Regions from separate parts of the Capsicum annuum genome. Here all the other regions are linked to region 1. Evidence: chromatin contacts called from public Hi-C data. All regions are on one chromosome and are shown on one strand. Each heading gives the region's core, a stretch centred on a gene start, on an enhancer-like site or on the middle of the called end of the contact. The rest is flanking DNA. Distances are from core to core; before and after follow the strand shown.

Region 1 (3,445 bases), core at 404-2,903:
TATAAATTTGAGTAAATATATTTTATTTAGTCATTTAATGTTGAGGATAGTATTAAAAAAACATAATAAAATACTATTGATTTCATCAAAAGAAACAATTAAATTGAAACAAATATTTTTAGAAGTAGGTCAACTAAAACGAAACAGAAGAAGTATTTGACAGTGTTTAACTCCGCACAATCTCATCCTAAGAAAATAGTACTATCAATATATACTTTTAAGTCATCAATACTCAGAAAACTTTTTCTTTTTTAATTAGTAATTTGAAAACATTTCTCAAGTGATCTTATAATTTTTGCGTTACATATATCATTTCTTACTAATATTTTATACAATGACAGTATTGTCATAGTCCAACTTATTTTCGTCCTTTATTTCCAGCCACCTCTCATTATTAAAAGGGCAAAAAGGAAAACTTGAAAATGACTAATTTACCGGCAAGCTTCTAGAGTAGAGAAAACGATCAAAATAATTAACGGCCAGATACGCCGTTAATGGCTGGAAACCATAGTGGCGTTGTACCTGCGAAAAGTTTCAAAAAAGAAAAAAATTATTCGATTCAGTTTTATACCATTTGGATTTGATTAACTAGAAGTAAGCAAATAAATAGGCCGATGCACTAAATCTTTCATTTTATGTGTAGAGTTTAAGAAAAAACGAAACTGCACGGACTATAGCATTATTTTACATTTTCATAAGAGATTGGTATCTGTAGGTTAAACCCGTGAACTTCTGAGCACATTATATTGAAAATTTACTAGTTATACCAATTAACTACAGGTATATTTTAGCAGCAAAAGAAACAAAAATCTAACATGCGCGCATACAGTATTCCACAGGAGGTTACCGTACTATCGATGAAATTGATTAAATAATACCTTGAGAATCGATGCTATAGTACTGTTAATTCAAGTATATCTTAGCAAATTAAGTAACACAAAATCTAACATGCGCCGATACATTTTTTTCACCGGAGCTTTTTTTCCAGTATTTCTCGCCGGAGTTTTACTGCGCTATCGATGCAATAGTGTTTGTTAACTACAAGTATATTTTAGCAAATTAAAGTATCAAATATCTAACATGCGCCGTTACATTTTGACCACCGGTGTTTTACTTTACTATCGATGAATCGATTGATTTCACTAACACTCCTAGCAAACCAATTTAATAAAAATCTAACATGCGCCGATACCTTGAGAATCCATGCAACGGATTCTTCTCTAGCGACGGCGCTTAGAGACTGCGATTCAAACTTGTCAATATAATCAAATCCAGGCACAAAATTCCGTTCATCTTCGATAAGACTAGCAATCGATTCATCAATATCGCCGGTGAATTGAGATTCAATATCCGACGAAGAACATTCCGGCAAATCTTCTCCTCCGTTTGAGAAAACGGTGTCGGAGTCTTCGCCGCAGAGTAAGTCGGAGAAGCAATCGGAGTACGACATGATAGGTTATCGATGGAAATACTCATTCTGTTTTGGACATTTTGATTGCCGGGAAACGGAGATTTTGATCGGAGAAGATTGCCGGAATGTCTACGTGGACTTTTGAAGAAGTGATAGAGGAAGAGGAAGAGGAAGCCGAACTGTAAGTGGAAGTGTGAGTTTATTTTTTGTGTGTGTGTTTTGGGTGTGGCTATCTCATTCACTGGTATAAATAGTTAAGAGTATCATTTATATTTTGTAATTTTTTTTAGTTTTGTGATAGATTAAATTTAAAAAAAATCTACGTACAAGAAAAAAAAAGAGTTAATATATAAAAATGACCTTAAACTTGACACCAAATTATAACTTTGACTTTAAACTTTGGTAGTGCACAAATAAGACCTTTAACTATTCAAAACTTGAATAAATACGACCTCTAACTTTGCAACCCCATGCGTGAGTCTCACCCGCGCCTACGTGGAAAGGCAATCCAATCACACGGTACCACATCGTTAAAAGGGATGACTTGGAGAGAGGTCATATTTGTGTAGTTTTGAATAGTTAAAAGTCATATTTGTGCACTGTCAAAGTTTTGTTTTTGTGTTAAAACGACGTCGTTTTTATTATTATTATTATTATTATTATTATAATTGTTATTATTATTATTATTATTATTATTGTTGTTGTTGTTGTTGTTGTTGTTATAATTATTGTTATTATTATTATTATTATTATTATTATTATTATTATTATTATTATTTATTTATTTATTTTTATAGTAGCAGCACCTAACTTTTTTTTAATTTAAAAAAATTATTATTATTATTATTATTATTCTATTTATTTCTATAGCAGCAACACCTATCTTTTTTTTTAATTAGCAAAAAAAAAACAGTCACTAGAAGGGATCGAACCTGCACAGTAGGCTGAAGGAAGCGCCCAAAAAGAGCAAATAACACCACTGGGCTATCTAAATGTCTTGTTTCATGTGGTTCAACATTAATATACATACATAAATATACATTTTCTATCTTATATATATACAATGTAATTTTTTTATCGAGGGGGTTCGGATGAACCCCATGGCAACCACGTAGGTCCGCCCCTCGTTAATTTAATAACGTTTTAACAACGTTAATTTAATAACCTTTTAATTACGTTAATTTGATAACGTTAATTTAATATACTACTTCTACTATCCTTAATAACATTAATTTAATAATGTTTTATTAAAACTATAATTTTTTTATTATTAGTATAGTTTCATCTTTAATTTAATATTTAAATAAATAATATTTAGATATATTATATAACTTAAATTCGACCTCTGCTTTATAATATATATACATACCCGCTCAATTTTTTCGTATGAGGCTGACCCTCCTAATTAATAAATCTTCAATATTGCTATTTTTCCGCAATGACAAAAGAAATTAGATGTTATTTTCATCTTTGAGCCGAAAATAATGAAAAAATAATAGTGAAGAGTCATTTAAAGGTCATATTTATGCAGTTTTGAATAGTTAAAGGGCATATTTGTGCACTGTCAAAGTTTAAAGGTCATATTTATGTATTATACCCTTAGATTTTAAGCTGAACGCGCCCAGTTTTGTGTATTGAACACGCGTTTTTCCACGTAGGATTGGAGGTCATATTTGTGCAGTTTTGAATAGTTAAAGGTCATATTTGTGCACTTTCAAAGTTTAAGGTCAAAGTTATAATTTGGTGTCAAGTTTATGGTCATTTTTATGTATTAACTCAAAAAAAAGTGGGCATGATATGGTTTATATCGAATTATCATACCAAACCGTCAAGTCAAATCGAACCGACGAACCAAACCAAACCGAGAAAAAAACCGACTTATGGTTTGGTTTGATTGGTTTGGCGTTAGACAAAAAAAATCGATCATTCTTGGTTTGGTGTTAGTAAAAAAAAAGTTAAACCGAACCCGAATCAAACCTACATAATATCTATTTCTATAATCTATATCTATAATCTATAATCTATCTATATCTA
Region 2 (3,445 bases), core at 620-3,119, 230 kb after region 1:
AACCTGTAAAAAATAATTAAAAAAATAATTTTAATTTGTATTTTCGTCATTAAAGTTATATTTGAAGAGTAAACATTCACAAAGTTAATTTTCTTATTTTTGTACAGATTAACATCATAATTTCTCCGATAATTTCAATTCATTGTCATTTTTAATTAAATATTTTATAATTAATTAGTATGCATAAATAATTAATATTAAGTAAGAGTTTGGCCATGAGAGCCTAAAAAATTAGAGTTGGAATTGTGCTTGACCATATTTTTTATGAAATTTTTAGGTTTTAGAAAAGATAAAAAGTAAATAGTGATGAAAAACGTAAAAATAATTACGCCTAAGAGTGTGATCTAGTGGTTCAACAAAGTGGATAGAGTATCTTGAGGTCTCAAATTTAATTTTCAATCGAAATAAATAGAGTAATTTCTTTTCAGTATTTCATAAAACTAATCGAGTTATGCGCAAACAAAATTAATCCAAAAAAAATTAGGTTACAAAAGAATTAAATTAAAAGGGGAAAAAAAAGAAATGGAGAGAAAAGGCTATGAGTTAAAAAGGAGGGAAGGGAGAAAATAACAATAAAGGGTGAGATGAATAACAAATGGCCCACATATTTTTTCTTTATTCAAAAAGAAATCCCTCACACAGGAGCCTACATTTTTTTAATTCAAAAAGTAATCCTCACACACCAAATCATATTTGAGACTCATCCATGATAAAATTTCCCTCCAATTACCAAGTTTCATTTTGAACTATCAACTGAATTACAATGCTATTTTGGACTAATACTTGATAACTTCCCACTTCATATTTCGAACAAATTGTTCAAGAAAGTATATAACGTTCATGAATTAGGATTATATTTTATGGTATATTCGTAGAGGACGTTTCTCATCTGATTCTAGTAATCTTCAAATCCAAAGATAATTTTTTAATTTGTGAACTTCCTTTTTATTTTAATTAGGTTATGGATCTTAAGTCTAGGACAAACATAAAACATCACAAAATGAGCAAAATAATACTATTGACTAGCCGCTTTTCGATTTTATTTTTGAAAAATAGATATTATCATGAGTTTTAAATTTCACAAGTATAATTCTAGAATATAGCCATAAAATTTCACCTCTATAAAATCAAACTCTATAATAATAATTATTTTCCAATTAAAGGTCTAAAGATGATAAAGTCCGTCAGTTATTTGTGTAAAGATTTCTCATGTAAAACTAACCTAAATAGCCAATTACCCAGTTGTTTGAATTAAAAGCAGCAAACAAATGTATAATCTACATGTACCGATTAAAAAAAGTAAACAGTATTTGAATGAGTATTTAAGTAAAGACTCCTTGTACATATTTTATTATTTGGGCTCCCAATCCAATCCAATCCAAATGTCACTAAAGCCCACAAAAATCTTACTCTTCATCTCCACTCTCCCCTATGAACCTCAGCTAAATCCCCCAACCCCACCCTCTCCCCCAAATGCTTATATTGATAACTGATACTACCTCCGTCTTATTTTACCAGTTGAAAATTGAAATGCTATAATTATTAAAAAAATAATGATTGATAACGTAATTTTACTATTTTATTTTTGTGTCTTATTATTAGTTTTAATATTGATGATGACTAATAATAAAACACCATTTATATTTTTAACGGTACTTCTTTTGCAATATTTTTTAAGAATACTAACAACAGAAAATAATAACTTACATCAAGGGTGTAATGAGGAAAAACAAAATTTCTTTTATATAAATAAAAAAGAATAAGTAAAATTTAAATTAAAAAATTTAGGACGGATAAAATAAGACGGAGTAAGTATTGACTAATAAACCCAAGTAGATAACAAAGAACTATAAGAAGTCAACATACCTACACCTGTATATCAAGTTTCACTACATTTTCTTGGTTATTGAAAATGCTTAGCCTAGCAAGTTATACAAGGCAACCCCAATGTTGTAACATGAATTACATCCCAAGTTCACAACTTCTTTCCAAGATTCCTCCAACCCACTGGTTTTTCCACTCAAATAAACTGACCCATGCAACCATTCCTTCTCTTCTATGGCAAAAAAGAACTGGGCTGTCCCTATCTGCACTCAAGAATGAGGTAGAAGTGGAAGAAATTGACAATCTTGATGATGATGACGATGTTGATGTGGATGATTTTATTGGTGATGAGGATGATGATGATGAGGTGATTATGCCGTTAAGAAATATGAAGAAGTGGTTAGAACACAAGCCTAAGGGGTTTGGAGTTGATAAAGTGTATGATACTGCAGTTGAAGATAAGCTGATGGAAGAAATTGAGCAGAGTAGAAAAGCTCAGCTTGCTAATATTAATAAGCTTAAAAATAATCCTGTTAATGCAAGTGCCAAAAATGTTCAGCAGGATAAAGGTAAAGTTCTTTTCAAGATTTGGGTTTTTGTAAATTTTTATTACTGTGTGTTATGAGTCTACTCTGCAAAGATAGGAGGTTTAAGGTCTGCGTATATTCTTGCCTCACTGTACCGCACTTATGGGATTACACTGTGTATGTTGTTGTTGTTGTATATGTTATCAGCCTTCCCCGCAAAGGTTTGCTTACATCGTACCCTCCCTGTAACACAAGTGGATTATACTAGATATGTTATTGTTGTATGTGTTATGAGCCTGCCCTGCAAAAGTAGGGGTAAGGTCGGTATACATCCTAGCTTTCCAGACCCCACTTGTGGGATTATATGGGTGTTGATGTATGTGTTATGAGCCTTCTGTTGGGCATAGGATCCCAATGTTCTTGCTAGGAAAAAAAAAAATCAAATCATATGCAACTGAATTGATGGGAAACAATGAACCAGTTATATATTTGTTCATAGTTAGTTACAACTTGAGAATGAATCGTTTATCACCTTAAGGATTTAATAAAAGCTGAGCATTGTTATACCTATTAGCAGTGGGAACTCCTAGTATGCCTATTATTTGGAATTGTTCTGTCAATCTTCAATTTTACTTAGGAATGTAGATCTTTTATGCTAAACATCGTATAGGGGTATTAGAGAAATTAAATTAAATATTATGGAGGACCCGGATTAGCGTAGGAGGTTAGTAAATAGTTGAGTGTAGTCTCGCTCGCTTATCTACTAGTAGTATTAAGTTGTAGGTTCTTGTTCCTTTGATTTCTATTACTATATATTCCCCGTTGTAATTTGTTTATCGTATTATTTTGTTGTAGTTAGTGTTCTTTTTACAGTATTGCTTTGTCATGCCTTGTGTAGTATTTTTGTCTTGGTTTCTGCACTCCTGTTATTTTCTTGAGCTGATGGTCTATTGGAAACACCCTCTCTACCTCCCTAGGTATGGGAAAGGTCTGTGTATGCACTACCCTCCTCACTCCCCACTCGTGGGATGTTGCTTACTTCTCTCCAATTCCTTTAGAGAAATCTGTCAAATTGACTTACCACCACCAAATCA
Region 3 (3,445 bases), core at 620-3,119, 130 kb after region 1:
TTAAAAGAGAGAATCAATGTCAATTGTTGATTATTATTCTTCATATATAATCTTTAAAGGTATGATTAAAAGAAATAAATAAAGGCAAAAGGGATGATGATAATGATAGTAAGAAAACATGTAAATCAAAACTAAAGTAAAAAATAAAAGTACAATATAAGAATTTATTTCGTATAAATTTTGATCCAAAATATTACTTAAATAGAATTATAAAGAATATTTTTTATATAAGTCAAAATTCTATTTTTAGAAGTACTAAATATTACTTAGATTAAATAATCAAAATCAACAAATATATGTTATTAAATCCTAAAACTCATGCGTAGGAACAATAAATTAAATTTATTCTATTTATCAAGTTTTCCATTTATAAATCATATAATTAAATATAAATTTTTACGCCTCCTTTTTTTTTATGTGGACAACGATTTCTTCCTTTTTTAACTTTGACTTGTCCTACAATTTTATTCATAATATTCTACTTATTCTTCTTTATAATTTTAAATTATGAAGTACTAAAAGTTTTTAGTTTATCAGGATTCTTTCTATATATTTTAGGAGTTATTAAATTCTTTTCATATGTTTTAGGAGTCTTTAATCTAATTAAATAATAAATTGAGGAAAATAGTAAAAAGACGTTTTTATCTATTGCAGAGGCTTATTAAAGGGCTAAAAGTTCAAACGTCATTTTTAAGGCCCTTCACACTTTTAATATAGTATAGATATAATATTCGAACTTTTTTATACATAAAATATTAATTATAATCTACTTTTTAAATATTTTTTCAACTAGTTTTAGTAATTTTCAATAATTTGAAAGTAGATGTAGATATATATTTAGATTTGGACCTTTAAGTTGTAATATTTATCCATTATTGCTAATTAAATGATCCAAAACCCAATATAAACTTAGAACCTAAACTTTTCACTCTTCATCTCACTTTTTAGTTTCAAGAGAGTTTTTCGCTCCTCATTTTTTCATAATTATGGTTTCATTAGCACATGAGTGAAAACATATTTGATCTAAGCACAATATAATTGTAAAAACTAAATATTGTTTAATAAACCCGAAAAAACCCAAAAATCCAAAAAAAAACGACTAAAACCTAAATCGAAAAAACCAATTTTATGTTGGTTTGATTTGGTTTTAATAAACCGACATGATTGGTTTGGTTTTTTTTAATAAAAACCGAATCAACCCAACCTATGTACACCCCTACTTCCTCCGTACACGTTTGCTTGTTTATTAAAGATAAATACTTCTTTTCGCTTGTTTCTTTTTAAAAAATTAAAAAGCAATTTATTATTTTATATGTATTTTATCTTTATTGTTATTATTTTATATGTATTTTATCTTTATTATTATTATTTTATATGTATTATTATTTTTCAACATTCGATAACTTATATAATATTTACTGGTGATATACAAACTTTTATCATTTTATTTATTATTTTTTAAAAAAATTGGTAAATTAAACATGAATAAATAAGCATGAACGGAGATAATGTATTTTTTAATTAATGGTATGCTCTGGAATCTGGGTAGTATCCTAACGAAGCTCTCCTAATTCCATCTTTGAAGATATTTTTTAAGCTGAATCAATTCTTTTGTCAAATGCAAAGTTAGGTATTCAATTCATCATTAGCTTTTCCAAATTCTAAGTGTTTAATTAACCTTAGCTAGATTAGTTATTTTTATACATATAGGATAAAAAGCCTATCATAATATAATAATACATAATCATTAGCTGAAGTTCTTTTGCAAGGTTTTAATTACAGAATTTGACCTTAAAAGAATTCACATGTCAGAACTTGAAAATTAAAATATTAAAAATCATTACTAATCTAGCTCTGAAATTTTAAATTGTAAAGGAGAAATATTACTCCATAAAGAGTAAAAATTTCAAAGACTTTTGGTGTTTTGGTTATGCTGGAGCAACAATTCTTTTTTTTTTCTCCTTGATTCGCTGTTCAATATACACGTATTGAGATTCGATAAATTCAGTTTTATATCGCGTTGGACTCATTTGAAGAAAACGTTTTCTATCAAAGATTATTTCATATACAGGACTCAAACTCAAAATCTCTTATTAAGAAAGACGTAGTCTCATCTATTGCACCCAATTCTTCGGTGGTAATAGAGCTGCAATTCGAGATATGTATGTAGGAGTAATTATTTTTGGAACAAGTAAGCTAGCATTTGGTTATAAATTTTCAAATATTTTTGACAAGTCATTTTTGAGTGAAGATTTGCGTAAAGTTTCACCATGTGTTTGGCCATAGAACTTGTGAAATATATTTCACTATTAAAAGTTTCCAAAAAATAAAATTTGACCCGTGATTTTTTCGAGTATTTGGAAATTGAACTATTTAACAAATAACGACAAATTACATAATCAAATATTATTTGTCAAGTTTTTTTTTTCAAAAATTATTTGAGACGTGACATGAAGCAGTTACAGCTTATTGAGGACATGACCCTAGATAGAAAGGTGTGGAGGTCACGGATAATGGTAGAAGACTAGTGTGCGTGGGTGAGTCGTAGCAAGTAGTTAAGAGAGCTTTTGTGTAGCCGAGTTAATAATCCTAGGACTGTATCCATAGGTAGGAGCAGCCAGTTAGGAGAGTATGAGTGTAGTAGATGTCTTTGGTCTGTGAGTGTATGGTACTACTGTGTGGGTGTCTAATTTCTCTTATTTCTTATTTCTTTTATTTCTATTTTTATTAGTTCTTATTTTTTATTTCTGTTACGCCATCCATCATGTTTCATGTTTCATTACGATCTTGTTTCCAATTTTTTATCTTGAGCCGGAGGTCTATCGAAAACAACTTCTCTACCTCTTCGAAGGTAAACGATATGGACTGCGTACATTCTATCCGACCTCCTTAAACCCCACTTTATGGGGAATACGCTGAGGTTGTTGTTGTTATTTGAGAAATCTATGACCAAATAAATCGTAAGTAATGACTACCCTAGGGAAAAGAAAATAAAAATAACACATAAATGAGAATTAATTTAGTTCTGTCAATATTTTATTGATACACCAGATCACTCCACACAATCATACACTAAAAGATGGAAATTTCTCACTACTAATAATTATACACTGACACTCACAAACGAAATGGAGTGAAATTATTGAACTCAGAGGACAAAAAAGATGTAGTTTCCTATACTATATTTTGTTCTTTACAAAGTGGAGCTAATTGAATTAACAGTCTCTAAGACTCTCAACCTAGAGCTATACCATGACTAATTATGTTGCTTTAGAAATCAATGTGTGATAAGGAAAATCTATGTCCCACTTCATATAAGGAAACAAGAAACAAAGAATAACATCCCATCAATTTTTGGTTTTTATCTAATAGTTGTTTTGAAATTTTAGATTCATGACGTAGGATTTAAATTGCAAATAATAGTCTAGGACATTTATGGGTTTCT

Evidence for each region. A called contact is a pair of places that touch in the nucleus more often than the background predicts.
Region 2: a contact with region 1 is called in a Hi-C map of bud, with 4 times the contacts expected there. The contact joins the promoter of LOC107848517 here to the promoter of LOC107847989 in region 1. A contact is called at or near these places in 2 of 5 Hi-C or Micro-C datasets (bud and leaf).
Region 3: a Hi-C map of leaf shows a contact between it and region 1, with 3 times the contacts expected there. The contact joins the enhancer-like site here to the promoter of LOC107847989 in region 1. A contact is called at or near these places in 2 of 5 Hi-C or Micro-C datasets (leaf and placenta).

The regions. Positions count from the first base shown.
Region 1 is chr11:47,049,678-47,053,122 of UCD10Xv1.1, reverse strand. LOC107847989 (cyclin-D1-1) reads right to left here and starts at 1,653. Exons shown (of 5, transcript XM_016692628.2): 1 at 1,193-1,653. The coding sequence starts at 1,450.
Region 2 is chr11:46,820,320-46,823,764 of UCD10Xv1.1, reverse strand. LOC107848517 reads left to right here and starts at 1,869. Exons shown (of 4, transcript XM_047399641.1): 1 at 1,869-2,393. The coding sequence starts at 1,913.
Region 3 is chr11:46,918,650-46,922,094 of UCD10Xv1.1, reverse strand. No RefSeq gene overlaps it. Among protein-coding and RNA genes, the nearest start is that of LOC107848517, 98 kb to the right of the region's middle. Within about 2 kb of position 1,869, at least 2 of the 5 cell types and tissues checked have an H3K27ac peak or open chromatin away from gene starts, as enhancers often do. A contact at or near this core is called in leaf, where this site is marked.